Linked DNA regions of Sus scrofa: region 1 is linked to region 2. Evidence: chromatin contacts called from public HiChIP or PLAC-seq data. All regions are on one chromosome and are shown on one strand. Each heading gives the region's core, a stretch centred on a gene start, on an enhancer-like site or on the middle of the called end of the contact. The rest is flanking DNA. Distances are from core to core; before and after follow the strand shown. Region 1 holds the start of PODN (podocan). Region 2 has its middle 3.1 kb from the start of CPT2.

What was found. HiChIP or PLAC-seq counts read pairs in DNA pulled down with a chosen protein or histone mark.
Region 1: a contact with region 2 is called in an H3K27ac HiChIP or PLAC-seq map of skeletal muscle, with 3 times the contacts expected there. The contact joins the promoter of PODN here to the enhancer-like site in region 2. A contact is called at or near these places in 2 of 5 promoter capture datasets (fetal skeletal muscle and liver), 4 of 47 Hi-C or Micro-C datasets (adipose tissue, heart right ventricle, liver and 1 more) and 1 of 2 datasets of contacts at active chromatin or transcription factors (skeletal muscle).

Annotation. Positions count from the first base shown.
Region 1 is chr6:159,175,159-159,181,596 of Sscrofa11.1, reverse strand. It overlaps PODN (podocan), which reads left to right and starts at 2,141. Exons shown (of 12, transcript XM_013999375.2): 1 at 2,141-2,435; 2 at 2,884-2,940.
Region 2 is chr6:159,061,423-159,067,356 of Sscrofa11.1, reverse strand. It overlaps the pseudogene LOC102164720. Among named protein-coding and RNA genes, the nearest start is that of CPT2, 3.1 kb to the right of the region's middle. Within about 2 kb of position 1,951, at least 16 of the 83 cell types and tissues checked have an H3K27ac peak or open chromatin away from gene starts, as enhancers often do. A contact at or near this core is called in adipose tissue, liver and skeletal muscle, where this site is marked.

The sequences.
Region 1 (6,438 bases), core at 892-3,391, 110 kb before region 2:
GCAGAGTCCTGCACATTCAGCTTCTCATTTAATTTAGACAGTCTGTGAAGTGTAAGTAATACTTACCTTCATTTGAACCTGGCTGGGATTTGAACCCAAATCTAAGTCCAAAGCCTGTGCGCGACACCATGCACTACAGTAATGTTAAATGGGGGCTGAAAATGAGCGGCAGTGTGAAGGAACCAGATCATCACAAGCAAATGCAAGAAACCCAAATGCCAAGTTCACTCTGTCTTCATAGCCCCTGTGACAGAGGATCTGCTTCCAGACCGCCGATGACCCCCGTTTCCCACCAGAGACACTCAAAGTGATTCCTGCGCGTTAGACTTCGGACAGATGATTTTAGCTGGTGCCACAGGTCATGTGTGGGCCCTGGTCTGGCATTCCACAGAAGAGCCTACTTTGGGGGTGGGGACAGGGGTGGGGTGGGGCAGGCAGGGGATGTGGTGTGCCCTGTGGCTGGAGAATACCTTCCCCACAGGGCTGGGTGATTCAGATCTTCAAGGATTTAAAATGATGCCTGGAGATCCTGGAATGGCGCAGTGGAAACAAATCCGACTAGGAACCATGAGGTTGTGGGTTCGATCCTTGGCCTCGCTCGGTGGGTTAAGGATCTGGTTGTGCACTGTGGTGTAGGTCACAGACGCGGCTCGGATCTGGCGTGGCTGTGGCTGTGGCGTGGGCTGGCAGCTGTAGCTCTGATTAGACCCCCAACCTGGGAACCTCCATATGTCACGGGTGCAGTGCTAAAAAAGCAATAAATAAATAAAAAAATGATGCCTGGCACTTAGTAGGCATGCAATATATGCTGGTTCCTGTTCTTCTAGAAGGTTTTCTTTAGTTCATGGGTGTTCAAGCCAGTAGACACTCTTCTAGCTCCACTTGAATCTAGGGTCAGTGTTGAGAAGGCACAAGATGCGTATCTGTGTTGGCTCCCGTCCAGTCCTGTGAATCACACCAATTCTCATAAGTTCAAGCGCAGAGAGAACTGGGCTCGGAGGCCAAAGAAGGCAAAATATTTCTTTTTCCCATTCTTGAGTTCTTGAGTTCTTGATGTAATGGAAACAGATGATCCTGGGTTCAAATCCAGGCTTTTGCATTTGCCTGCTCCAGTTAGCTGCCTGACTCCATCATGGAAAGAATGTGGGCTGTGGCGAAGGGTAAACCTGGCCATTTTACTCTGTCACTTGTCCCTCCTAAGGCTGTCTCCTCACCTGTGAATGGAGGCAACAGGCCTTCTTCTCTTGCAGGGTTGCGAAGATCAGAGAGTGACGTGAAGATGAGAGAGTAAATCAGGATGCGGCAACCCAAGCCTGTGAAAGGCCCAGAGCCTTTGCATGAGCCATTCATTCATTCAGGGCCCTGGTAATTCAAGTTGAACAAGGAGTTCCAAGTTTGAGTTATTTATCCTTTTCCCGCTCTAGCAGGAGGGCAGCCGGCTAAGGTAGCCGTGGATGCTCTGCCCACGGGCCACAGCGGGTACGGAGGAGAGCCTTGCTGGGCAGTGGAGGTGCCAAGTACCACCTAAACCCAGCCAGACCGCATTCTATCTCCCAAGACCCTGGCGCCAACCGGTGTTGCTTCAGCTGCTCGTAGTTAATGCGCCTTTACTTGGAAACATTTTCAGCTCCTGAGAGCAGGACAGGGCTCACCGTTCACCTCCCTCCCCGCCCTTGTCTCCTTGCGACTGGGATCCGCATGCACCCTGCTCCCAGCCCAATTTATCGCCCTTCAAGGCTCACCAGGCTGTGGGCCCAGGGCCAACGTGGCAGGGCCGGTGCGTGCCGAGAACTTTTCCGGGAAGGGGCCCGGGAGGGTCTTGGCGGGCAGCCCGTTAGCCAAGGCTTAGGACCCCTGGATGGGAGAGTGAACCGATAGGTACTCATGCCTGGAGCGGTTGCAAAACCCTCTGTCGGGAGGAAGAAACAGCTCAGAGGCACTTGGTGGAAGGGGGGCCCTCTGCCCGGCCCTCCTTTCAGGTGCTGGGGCCTCGAGGGGGTCCCATTCCACTTCGGAAGGCTGGGAACGAGGAAGCGCTTCGGACTAGACACCCCGCCTCCCCAGTCTCCCGGGGTGGGGGTGGGGGGCGTGGTACGGCGGCCCCTCGGAGCAGAGAGCGGGGTGAGGGGTCCGCGCGGCGGCTCTGCCTCCCGGGGAAGTGGGGCTCGGCCCAGTCCAGCGCGGGGAGGGGCAGGCCCTCCGCTGCCCGCGCCTGCGGGGACCCTACGCCTGTGTCCAGAAGAGGCCGGCGTCCAGCAGATGCACGCGCGGGGGGGGCGAGGGGGAGGCGGGGAGGAGAAAACCCACAACAAAACTTGCGTCGCCGAGAGCACGGCTCGACTTGAATGGCAGGAGCCCGCGCCCGCGGAGCGCAGAGGCGACTCGGAAGAACGCGGTCTGCTGGCAGGGAGCGGCGCGGCGCCGGAGCGCAGCAGGTACCGGGCACGGGAGGCCGGGTGGGCTGAGGGCCCGGGCCGAGCTGAGGAGCGATCGGACTTCCCGCCTGGTCCGGATCGCCCCAGCGGCTGGCCCGGGCGGGGCCGCGCACCTCGCCCCCTCCGCTGGAGCCTTACACTTGGAGGGCACGTCCGGAGAGCTCTTCCTCCGGGGCGCGCCCCTCCGCGATGCCTACCCGGCAGGGGCCTGTTCTTCGGCCAAAGGCTGGTCCCAGCCCCGGGCCCCTCCTGCTGCGCACATCTGGAAAGAATCTGAGGGCGGATGGTGGGGGGGCGGGTGGAAGGATGCGGGCAGACAGGGAATGTGGGGGGCAGGTGGAACCGGGGAAGGGCGAGGACCCCTGTGCTTGGGGCCTGGGCTCAGCGTATGCCCATGCCTTTCCACGTCAGCTCCTTCCAGCTAGCCCACCCTTCGACCTCTTTACAGACAGAGAAACTGAGGCCTAGAGAGAAGCTGAGATCTGCCCCCGGGACGCGCGCACAGGTGAGGCGGAGCCGCTCGGGGCTGGGCTCCTCGGGCCCATGCCGCGCCCTCGCTGAGCACAGCTCTCAGCCGGCGCCCGGTGTCCGTTTGTCCGTCTCTCCAGCTGCCTCCCTGTTGGGACAGCAGGGCTGAGGAGGGGGCAGGAGGGTGGCCCCGGAGCGCGGGCAGCGAGGCCGGAGCGCTCTGGCGAATGCGGTCGAAGCCCCCCGGTTGCAGGTCCGTGAACCGCCGTGGTGCTAGAATACCTGATGCGCCGTCAGGTGGAAGCGGCGGTGAGCTCCTGATGGCCCTGGGGGCTGGGGCGGGGGGCCGTGGGGCCGTGGGGCGGGAGGCAGCTGCAGCCTGAACTTCAAGAGAGGAGCAGAAAACAAGCGTGCGCTCTCAGGGTCCGGGAGGTACAGAGGGATGTGCGCCGGGCGCTTGCTGGGAGGACCATGCAACCTGACCCCCTGCCGTTCAACTTTGGACTGGCGGGGGAAGGCTAAGCGGTGGTGGACCCAGCTGCAGGAGGCACCACGGAAGCCTCCGCTTTTAGGACTCAGGGCCCAGCCTATTCTCAATTAGAATGCAAGTTAAGAAATGTCAGGTTCACTTGAATGCTTTCATGCAATCTTGTGGGAGCATACTTTGCCCCTTTTATCTGAATCTTGGGACAGGTGTGACTACCAGGTGGCACCTTTAGGCCTGGTAGAGTCGGCCGTAAGGGCTCTGACTGTGATCTGCTTAGAACCCTTGATAGTTCCCTATCATCAGTCCCCTAGCCTAATGGCTGATGCCCCCCAGACGTGCACCTCTGCCCCCTGTTTGTCGGGCCTTAAACCCACCTCCCTCTTCCAGCCTCCGATCGCTGGGCCTCCACTCAGGCCCTGCCCTCTGCCCTGAGTGCCTTTCCTCCCTTTGTTCACCTGGAGAACTCCTCCCCAGCCTTCAACACCCGGCCAAGGCTCTGAGCAGGAGTCAGAAGACACAGATTCTAATCCTGGCCTTGCCTTTAAAGTCCTGATCTGCAAACTGAGGGAATCCGACCAGAAAATAATGGAGATCATTTCCAACCCTGCTTTTCCCAAATATATTCCTTCATTTGGCCAACCTGGCCTGAACACCTGCTCCTTGCCTGGGGAGTCAAAGAAGGCTCAGCTGAGCCTTGAAGGGTGCTGTGGGAGGACTAAGGAACTCCCTAAGCCAGCCCAGGGGGCTGGAGCGGTTTCCTGGAACAGGAACGTTTGAATAGGAGCTTGCTGGGGATGGGGAGCCTCTTTGTGCTTGACTTTCCTCACCTGCAAAGTAGAAAGACCAACTCTTAGTCTTGGGTCTTCTGTTATAGTGAATAAGATGCAGCTATTCAGGGCTCAGCCCAGAGCAGGTGATCAGCGGATCTTTACTGAGTTTAAGTGTGGGAGGAAGGTGGTGCTGGGGGCTGAGGCTCTGCCTCCTGATTCGGATCTCCCTCGCCCTTCCTTCTTCCAGTCCTGCCTTAATCCTCTCCTGCCACTTAAGCCGTTCAGGGCCTTGAGCTTTGGTTCCCCAGGGTTGGGGAGGGGACAGGGGATCCCAGGTACTTCCTCAGTAACAGTAACCCCAAGTATGTTGCACTTTGCTGGGTGCCAGTGTCTGCTGGACATGTCATTGATTTAATCCTCGGGAGGAGCTCCCGTCTCCATTACCTAGACTGGTAAACAGGGGCTCAGAGCAGTGACATGACTCAGCCGGGCTCACACAGCAGTCAGGATCGGAACAACCCGCTGCAGACTCAGCTGCCCCTCTCACCCAGCATTATTATCCCTTGTCTGCACCACTGCACAGCCTCTGGGAGCTCCCCACTGGCCCATCCATAAACCTCTCTGTGCCACACTCTGGCTCTTCAGTGGCTTCTCATCTCTCCTAAGGGTCACTCTCCCTAACCTGGCTTTCAAGTTCTTTCTTGGCCTGGACTGTGGCCACTGCCCACTTGCATCTCTCCCTGTCCCGATCCCCACTGGATGGTCTAGTGAGCTTTGTAGAGGTCACAGGGGCTTTCCTCCTGCCCCTGGGCCTTTACACATGCTGACCCTCTTTTGTCTGATACTTATGCTTCATGGTTAGATAAGGCATCACTTTTCCTGGGAAGTTTTCTTGGCCTCAGGCACAGTTAGGTCTCCTCTGGGCCCCTATGGATTCTAGATTCCCTCTATCATAGCTCCGATGACACTGGGATTATAATACAATTTACGCATAATGTCTAGACCAGCCCTGTCCAATAGAAGCATAAAATGAGCCACAAAAGCAAGCCACGTGTGTAATATACAATTTTTTAGGAGCCACATTAAAAAAAAATGAAACAGGTAACGTTTTAACAATGTATTTAACTCAGTATATCCAAAGTATTATCATGTAGTCACTATAAAAATAAATGAGATATTTGATGAGATATCATTACTACTAATGAGATATTTTACATTCTTTTCTTCGTCTTTTTTTTTGCTATTTCTTGGGCCACTCCCTCGGCATATGGAGGTTCCCAGGCTAGGGGTTGAATCGGAGCTGTAGCCACGGGCCTCCAGCATCGCAGGATCCGAGCCGTGTCCGCAACCTACACTGCTTCTCACAGCAATGCTGGATCGTTAACCCACTGAGCAAGGGCAGGGACCGAACCCGCAACCTCATGGTTCCTAGTCGGATTCGTTAACCACTGCGCCATGACGGGAACTCCCTACATTCTTTTTTGTGTTAAGTATTTGATGCACATCTGCTACATTGGTAGCGTCTCTTAATTTAGAGCAGCTGCATTTCAAGGGCTCCATAGCCACATGTGCGCATGTTGGGCAGTGCAGGTGTGAGAGTCCTAAGGGCAGCAGCCACACCTGGTTGTCTCTCTGGGTCCTCAGTGCCCAGCTATACTTGGCCCAGGGAAGGGCCTCACAGCTTTGTGGTTAAGACCCAGGCTGGGAGCTCAGCTTTGTCCCTTAACAGCTGTGTTACATTGGCGGGTCCCACTGGGCCTCCCTCATCTATAAAGCGGTGGTGATAACATTTTCAATATGGCTTGTGATGTTAATATAAATTAAATCTTTTTACAGCTGCAGTTTGATAGATCTTTACAGATACGAAACTGAAGGTGAGGGAGGGAACGTGGCTGGTCTGGTGAGGGCACGGGTTGCACGGGGAGGATCCGTCTCCTTGGCCTCCCGCCCTGATGGAGCTTAGGGCCTGGGCCTGGGCCCACACTCCGCCTCCCGGAGTCCGATCTGCAGTGGGGTCAGGCAGGCAGGGTGGGGAGACTCTGGTTTAGTGCTGGTGGCTCCAGGGGCTGAAGGCTGCTGAGCTAGCTGGGGGGTTGTGATGTGCCATGGGGATGGTGGTCTGTAGCCTGGCCGAGGGTTCATTGCCCGTTTGGTCAGGGCACAGGGCTGGGCTGCACATGCATCGCTCACTGCTGTTGATGGAGCCCGGGAGCTGTGTATGGGGGGGCTCCCTGGTTCCCCGCCGGGTTCTGGGGCCAGTGGTCTGGGCCCGAGTCTA
Region 2 (5,934 bases), core at 702-3,201:
AGCAACATCTACCCCCAGCCCTCAAAGCTGAGCCTCAAATCTTACCACTTAAATGCCACCCCAAGGAGAGTGAGAACTTTGCAATCGCCTTCTAGCCTTTATCATCCTTTTACTCATCCCTCAAATACCCTGTTCCCCCCAAATGACAAGAGGTCCTCCAGAGAGGAGGAGGGGGTCCCTGAGGGAGCCCAGAGCTCTGAGATCTGATGGAGGGGTGGGGAGAACTCTGGGCTGGCTCCTTGGGTAGCAAGTCCTTGGGACGGCTCCAGGGAAGTGAGGAGGTGGTCAGAGAATCCCAGAGAAGGAGGGGTGGACATGGCAAAGGAGAGGGAGCAGTCCCCAAGGGCTCTGCCAACATCCTGCCAGCTTTGAGTCACAGGGCTATAAAAGCCTTTTTTACAAGGTCAAAAACTCTCAGAAGTTTTCCCACGGCTTTCAAAATGAGATTGGCAAAGAACTGAATAACATACTGATTTTCCAGGACAAGCACATGTCAGATATGAAGAGAGATGAAGGGGACAGCATCCTCTGAATGGTGGGAACTCTCCATCCCCTGGGAGTTCAGCACAGCCCGGAGAAAGGATAATGGGATAATGCGATGCTGAGGAGAGGTGGGATGGCTAACACGCATGCGCACTTACTCTGCAGCCCCCCCCCCCGCCCCCCGCCCGGCACTGTGCTAAACCTCGACTAGATTATCTCCATTTAGCCCTCACACTGCAACGCTATGAGCTGGGCACTGCCATGTGCCCATTTTACAGATGAAGGGACAGTGCAGAGTTAGGGCTCACCCAGGATCACACTTTGGGAAGTGATAGAGCAGGACTGGAACCCAGATTGTCTCACTCCTGAGTCCACGGCCCTAACTGCTAAACAAACAGCAGCTTAGTTCGGTCATTAGGGATCCCCCAGCATATGGCTGAGGACCCTGGATAAACAGATCCCAGGGTAGGAAGCCAAGAGCTCATCATTCAGTGCTCATTTTCCCTTAGGAATATTTCTTAGGGAAAGGCATTCCAGGAAAAATCAGTCTCTAGCCTCTGGAGCATACTTTTTCTTTCTATAGACGATTATTGTCATTGGTATTTTATGACTTGCTCTCCACAAACCGAACAGCAGAGTCTCTCCCTGGGGTTTTATCACAGCTGACCTCCTTTCCATCGGAACTGATTTTCACGCGTTTTTCAGCACACTCAGCAGCATCACCGCTTATGGAATGTTTGAATGACGTTATTATAAGCGATTTAAAGAGATTTTAGAACACAAAAGCGAAATAAAAGCCATCACAAGTACTCAAGGCTAGTCTGGAGCGTGTAAACCACAGTTTGGTTCAGGCAACACTGGGGAGACCAGGCGGAGTTCTGTTTACCGGCTACAGTGGCGCCGCCGTGTGGCGAGAACATAAACACCGTTCACGCTTTACTTGGATTGCCAAGGGGAAGCTTCTGAGCCGAGGGCTTAGATTTGTCACTGCCCGCCGTGCACCTCCCCGCAGGCTTTTGACCCCCTGTTCAGCTCTTAGACTAGATGGGCGCTACCCCTTGGCCCTCGGTCTCTAGAATTGAACTACTGCTGTTCGACTGGGTGCACTGTTTCCTGCAGGTTCTCTGGTCCTTAGCTCTCCGCGCGCGGTTGCTGATGTTTGCCTCAGGTTGTGAGGCTTTGGAAACTGCCTGGATCTGGAGGGAGCTGCTTCAGAAAGGGTTGGATACTCTCCCGCAGGCCCTACACACTACAGACAAAATGGCATTGCTGTTTTAGACTTGGGTCAGCTCAGTCTGTTGTCCCCTCCAGGGAAAAGGTTCAGATATGCAGTATTTTTAGTTTCATGTTGAATGCTCAGGGATTTGGCTCTCTGCAGAAGCCGCCAGGGTCTCCTCTGAGTCTCACTCTTCCAGGCTCCCGGTTGTTGTGCAGTGAGGACGCCTCCTGGAAGCCAAAGCCGCACTTCCCACATGGCCCCTCCTGCCAGCCGGGCACCTGAGATGCGAGCTGCACCCAGGCCAGCTCCACCATCTGCTAATGGCTCCCCTGCTGCTGCACCTTGGCAGCCAGATCCGATGGCCCAGATGGCAACCCCTGCAACTGGTGCATCTGTGGGCTCTGCCCTCGGCCGCATGATAGGTCATGCCATCCCTCGGGGCTTCAGTGGAGGAAGAAATGCTGAGCCCCAGGAGCCTCAGGGACCCCAGCTGGCACAGCAGCAGGAGATTGGCCCATGCTTCTATGAGGTGAAACAGTTTTTGGTCACCAGGGTGCCCTTAAGCTTTGTGAGAGTTTCATCGAGGTGCCGAAACAGTGCAGAAGGGCAAATGGATTAGCTTAATCAAGACGCTCCATTGATGGAGTTCCCGTCGTGGTGCAGCGGAAACAAATCTGACTAGGAACCATGAGGTTGAGGGTTCGATTCCTGGCCTCACTCAGTGGGTTAAGGATCTGGCGTTGCCATGAGCTGTGGTGTAGGTCGCATACATGGCTCCGATACCAAGTTGCTGTGTCTGTGGTGCAGGCCAGCAGCTATAGCTCCGATTGGACCCCTAGCTTGGGAACCTCCATATGCCATGGGTGTGGCTCTAAAAAGCAAAAAAGCAATAAAAAATAAATAAATAAAAGCTCCGTTGAAGACACAAAAATCATCCCTCATGACCTAATTGATTTAGTTAGCATCAAAATGTGATAGTGAAGATAATACGTGTGAAATCAAAGTTAAACCTCTCCTCTTTCACTAAGAGCTTTCGTGTTTCTGAACTGCCGTGGAAGAGCGTGGTCTTTCCACAGTCTCACACTTTGAGGTGGTGTTGAGTTTGGGGCTGGGCAGATGTTTGTGTGGCCTCTTAAATATGCTTTCTGATGTTATTGTTTGTGAATGAATTCGAATAAAGTGGTTTTCTTTCCAAAAAAAAAATTTTCTTAGGGATTTGTAGTCACTGAATGCGTGTGTGGGCTGATGAGTGATATTCCTGTTGAACTAGGGGTCACCTCATTAGATAAGGGCAGAGCTGAGACCAAAACTCAGGTCTCTCGACCGTCCGTCCAGGGCTCTTTGCCGTGAGCTCCGGCTCTGCTTGGTCAGCCATGGGACAGAGCCACTGTCCTGGGCCACCTCTCACTCCCAGAGCCAGGAGTGAGAGCTGAAGCTGGGGGAACACCGTGTTCCTGGAATGGGATTCTGTGTCTCATGCCAGACAGCACGATTTTGTTTCTTGTACCTCTCTTTTTTCTTCTGTAAAATGGGAGCAGAGCCTACTTGATCCTTCAGCTGCAGCTGAAAGCAGGAATGAGATTGCAGTGGGATGGTTTTGTGATGAGTAAGGATGATGAATCTCTGTTCACGCTGTATAATCTTGAAATCGTGTACCAGACCCTAAATCTTTGTGTTTTGAAATAAAAGCCCTTTCCTTTAGCCTCCCAGGCCTCCCCGCCAGTCACAAAAGGCTGACTCAAGCGTTCATGACGAGGAAATACAGGTACAGCTAAAAACTAGCTAAAACAGTCTCTATTTTGCTATGTCCTGCCTTCACACACTAACTTATCACTAATGTTTACTTTTTTTTTTCTTTTGCCATTTCTTGGGCCACTCCTGCGGCATATGGAGGTTCCCAGGCTACGGGTCGAATTGGAACTCGAGCCACTAACCTATGCCAGGGCCACAGCAATGCAGGATCCGAGCCGCATCTGCAGTCTACACCACAGGTCTCGGCAACGTCAGATCCTTAACCCGCTGAGCAAGGCCAGGGATCGAACCCACAACCTCATGGTTCCTAGTCAGATTCGTTAACCACTGAGCCACAACAGGAACTCCTTTCTTCTTCTTTTTTTTTTTCAATGTTTACTTTCTAGTTAGAGTTATGTTGCACTTAGGGTCTGGGTTTTCACCAATGATCTCTTCCTTGCTTAATTGCTATTTTTACTAATGGTTACTTACTAGTTAGTAATTTGCTAGTTAGTAATATTTCACCTTTACTAATGGTTACTTGCTAGTTAGTCACTTGCTAGTTAGTAATATTGCACCTCGTGTTTTCTTTTGTAATTGAAACACCCCCTAACACCCCTTCCCTGTCAGCAACCTTCATCCCAGAGAGACAAGCAAGGAAGGATAACTCTGAGGACAACCAGAAACCATCACCAGACGCACCCGTGCTGGCCTTGACGACTCTGAAATGATCTATGGATGAAAAATAACATAGATGCCTTCATCAAGAACCTTGTCTTCCGAGCTAAACCTACAAAACCCCTTGCTATCCTTTCTCAGGACAGGACACAGTTTTGAGGCTTTCGCCTACTGTGTCCTCCTTTGCCTGGCAAAGCAATAAAGCTCTTCTTTCTCTTCCTCCAAATTCTGTCTCCAAGACTTTAACACAATCTTAGAGATTGTGTACAGCGGCCGCATTTCGGCTATAAATCTTAGAGTCTGGAGTTGGAAGGAATCTTGGAGGTGATCTGGGGACGGGCAGTCTCACATGGTCCCCTGAGCATGGAAGGCTCCCTAGGGCCAGAGGCAGAGCTTCCAGTCCTTGGAAAAATTCAAGGTGAAAAGATGGTCGCGCAGAAGGGATCCTTCTCTAAAAGGGCTTTCTGCTCAGAAGCGGTGGCTGGATGGGAGACGCCATGGTTTCTGGCTTCTGCACACATTTTCTCTAATACTGGTTCAGGGGAGCCAGCAGGGCAGCTGTGCGGAGCTAATCACAGAAACGTCAAAACCCTCCTGCTGGGCAAACTTGACTGGTAACGACAACCATCACCACCATTTACTGCTCACAGCGCCAGGCACTGGGTTACCACATTCGGCCTCTGTCTGCCAGTGCCCAATTAAAATGCAGAGACATGGAGTTCCTGTCGTGGCGCAGTGGTTAACGAATCCGACTAGGAACCATGAAGTTGCGGGTTCGGTCCCTGCCCTTGCTCAGTGGGTTAACAATCCAGCGTTGCCGTGAGCTGTGGTGTAGGTTGCAGATGCGGCTCGGATCCCGCGTTGCTGTGGCTCTGGCGTAGGCCGGTGGCTACAGCTCCGATTCGACCCCTAGCCTGGGAACCTCCATGTGCTGCAGGAGTGGCCCAAAAAATAGCAAAAAGACATTAAAAAAAAAAAAAAAAAAAGAATTACTTTAAAAAAAAAGAAAAGAAAATGCAGAGACGAAATTTGGGGTAAAGGAGAAAAAAAGAGCTTTCTTGCTTTGCGGGGCAAAGGGGGGCCACCGCAGGCTAATACGTTAAAGACTGTGTTCCCCCCACTGGAAAGAATTGGGAGGAGTTTTATAGTGAAAAGGAGAAAAGCAGGTTTCCAGACAGGAATCGGGATTGGGACAAACATGCCCTCTTCTTTTTTGGGGGAATCCTAGTCGTCAAAGCTGGAGTCGGATGACCTCGGTATGATCGAGAGGGTGGTCTCCTGGGTTACTGCCTAGAACAACAGTACTCGCGAAAAGGGAATACTGATCAGAGATGACCACAAACTAGGAAAGTTCCTGAAAAACATCATGTGCCAAGAATCTTTGACCCACAGGCACCTGTGCTCAAGGTGCCTAATCTTTAGCTTACAGGTGATTGTGTTTAGGATGCAATTAAGCGAGGGAGAAGGCCAAGGAAGGACTCGAAGCGGTTCCGTTTTAAAGTATTCATTGCTAAAAGAAGCATAAGGACTATCACTTCTCTCTTAGGTGTCTGAGATGCCTAACTTATTATGTGTATTCCTTGGGAGGGAACCAGGATCCTGCCCCAAGGCTGGACGACTGTTACCTGACTGTTCCTCCCTTGTCTTTGCATCCCCTTCCTTCCCTGATCAGCAACTGTCTGAACCTGTCCCTAGGAGCTCAGGGAAGGTCATGGTGGCTGAACGAGGCCCATTTCCTAAGAAAAATTAACGTGAGGCACAGAAAGGCTTTTGTGCCCAGGAGCCCTTTTGCCACCCGGAGCCCCACAGGGTGGTGCGCGTTT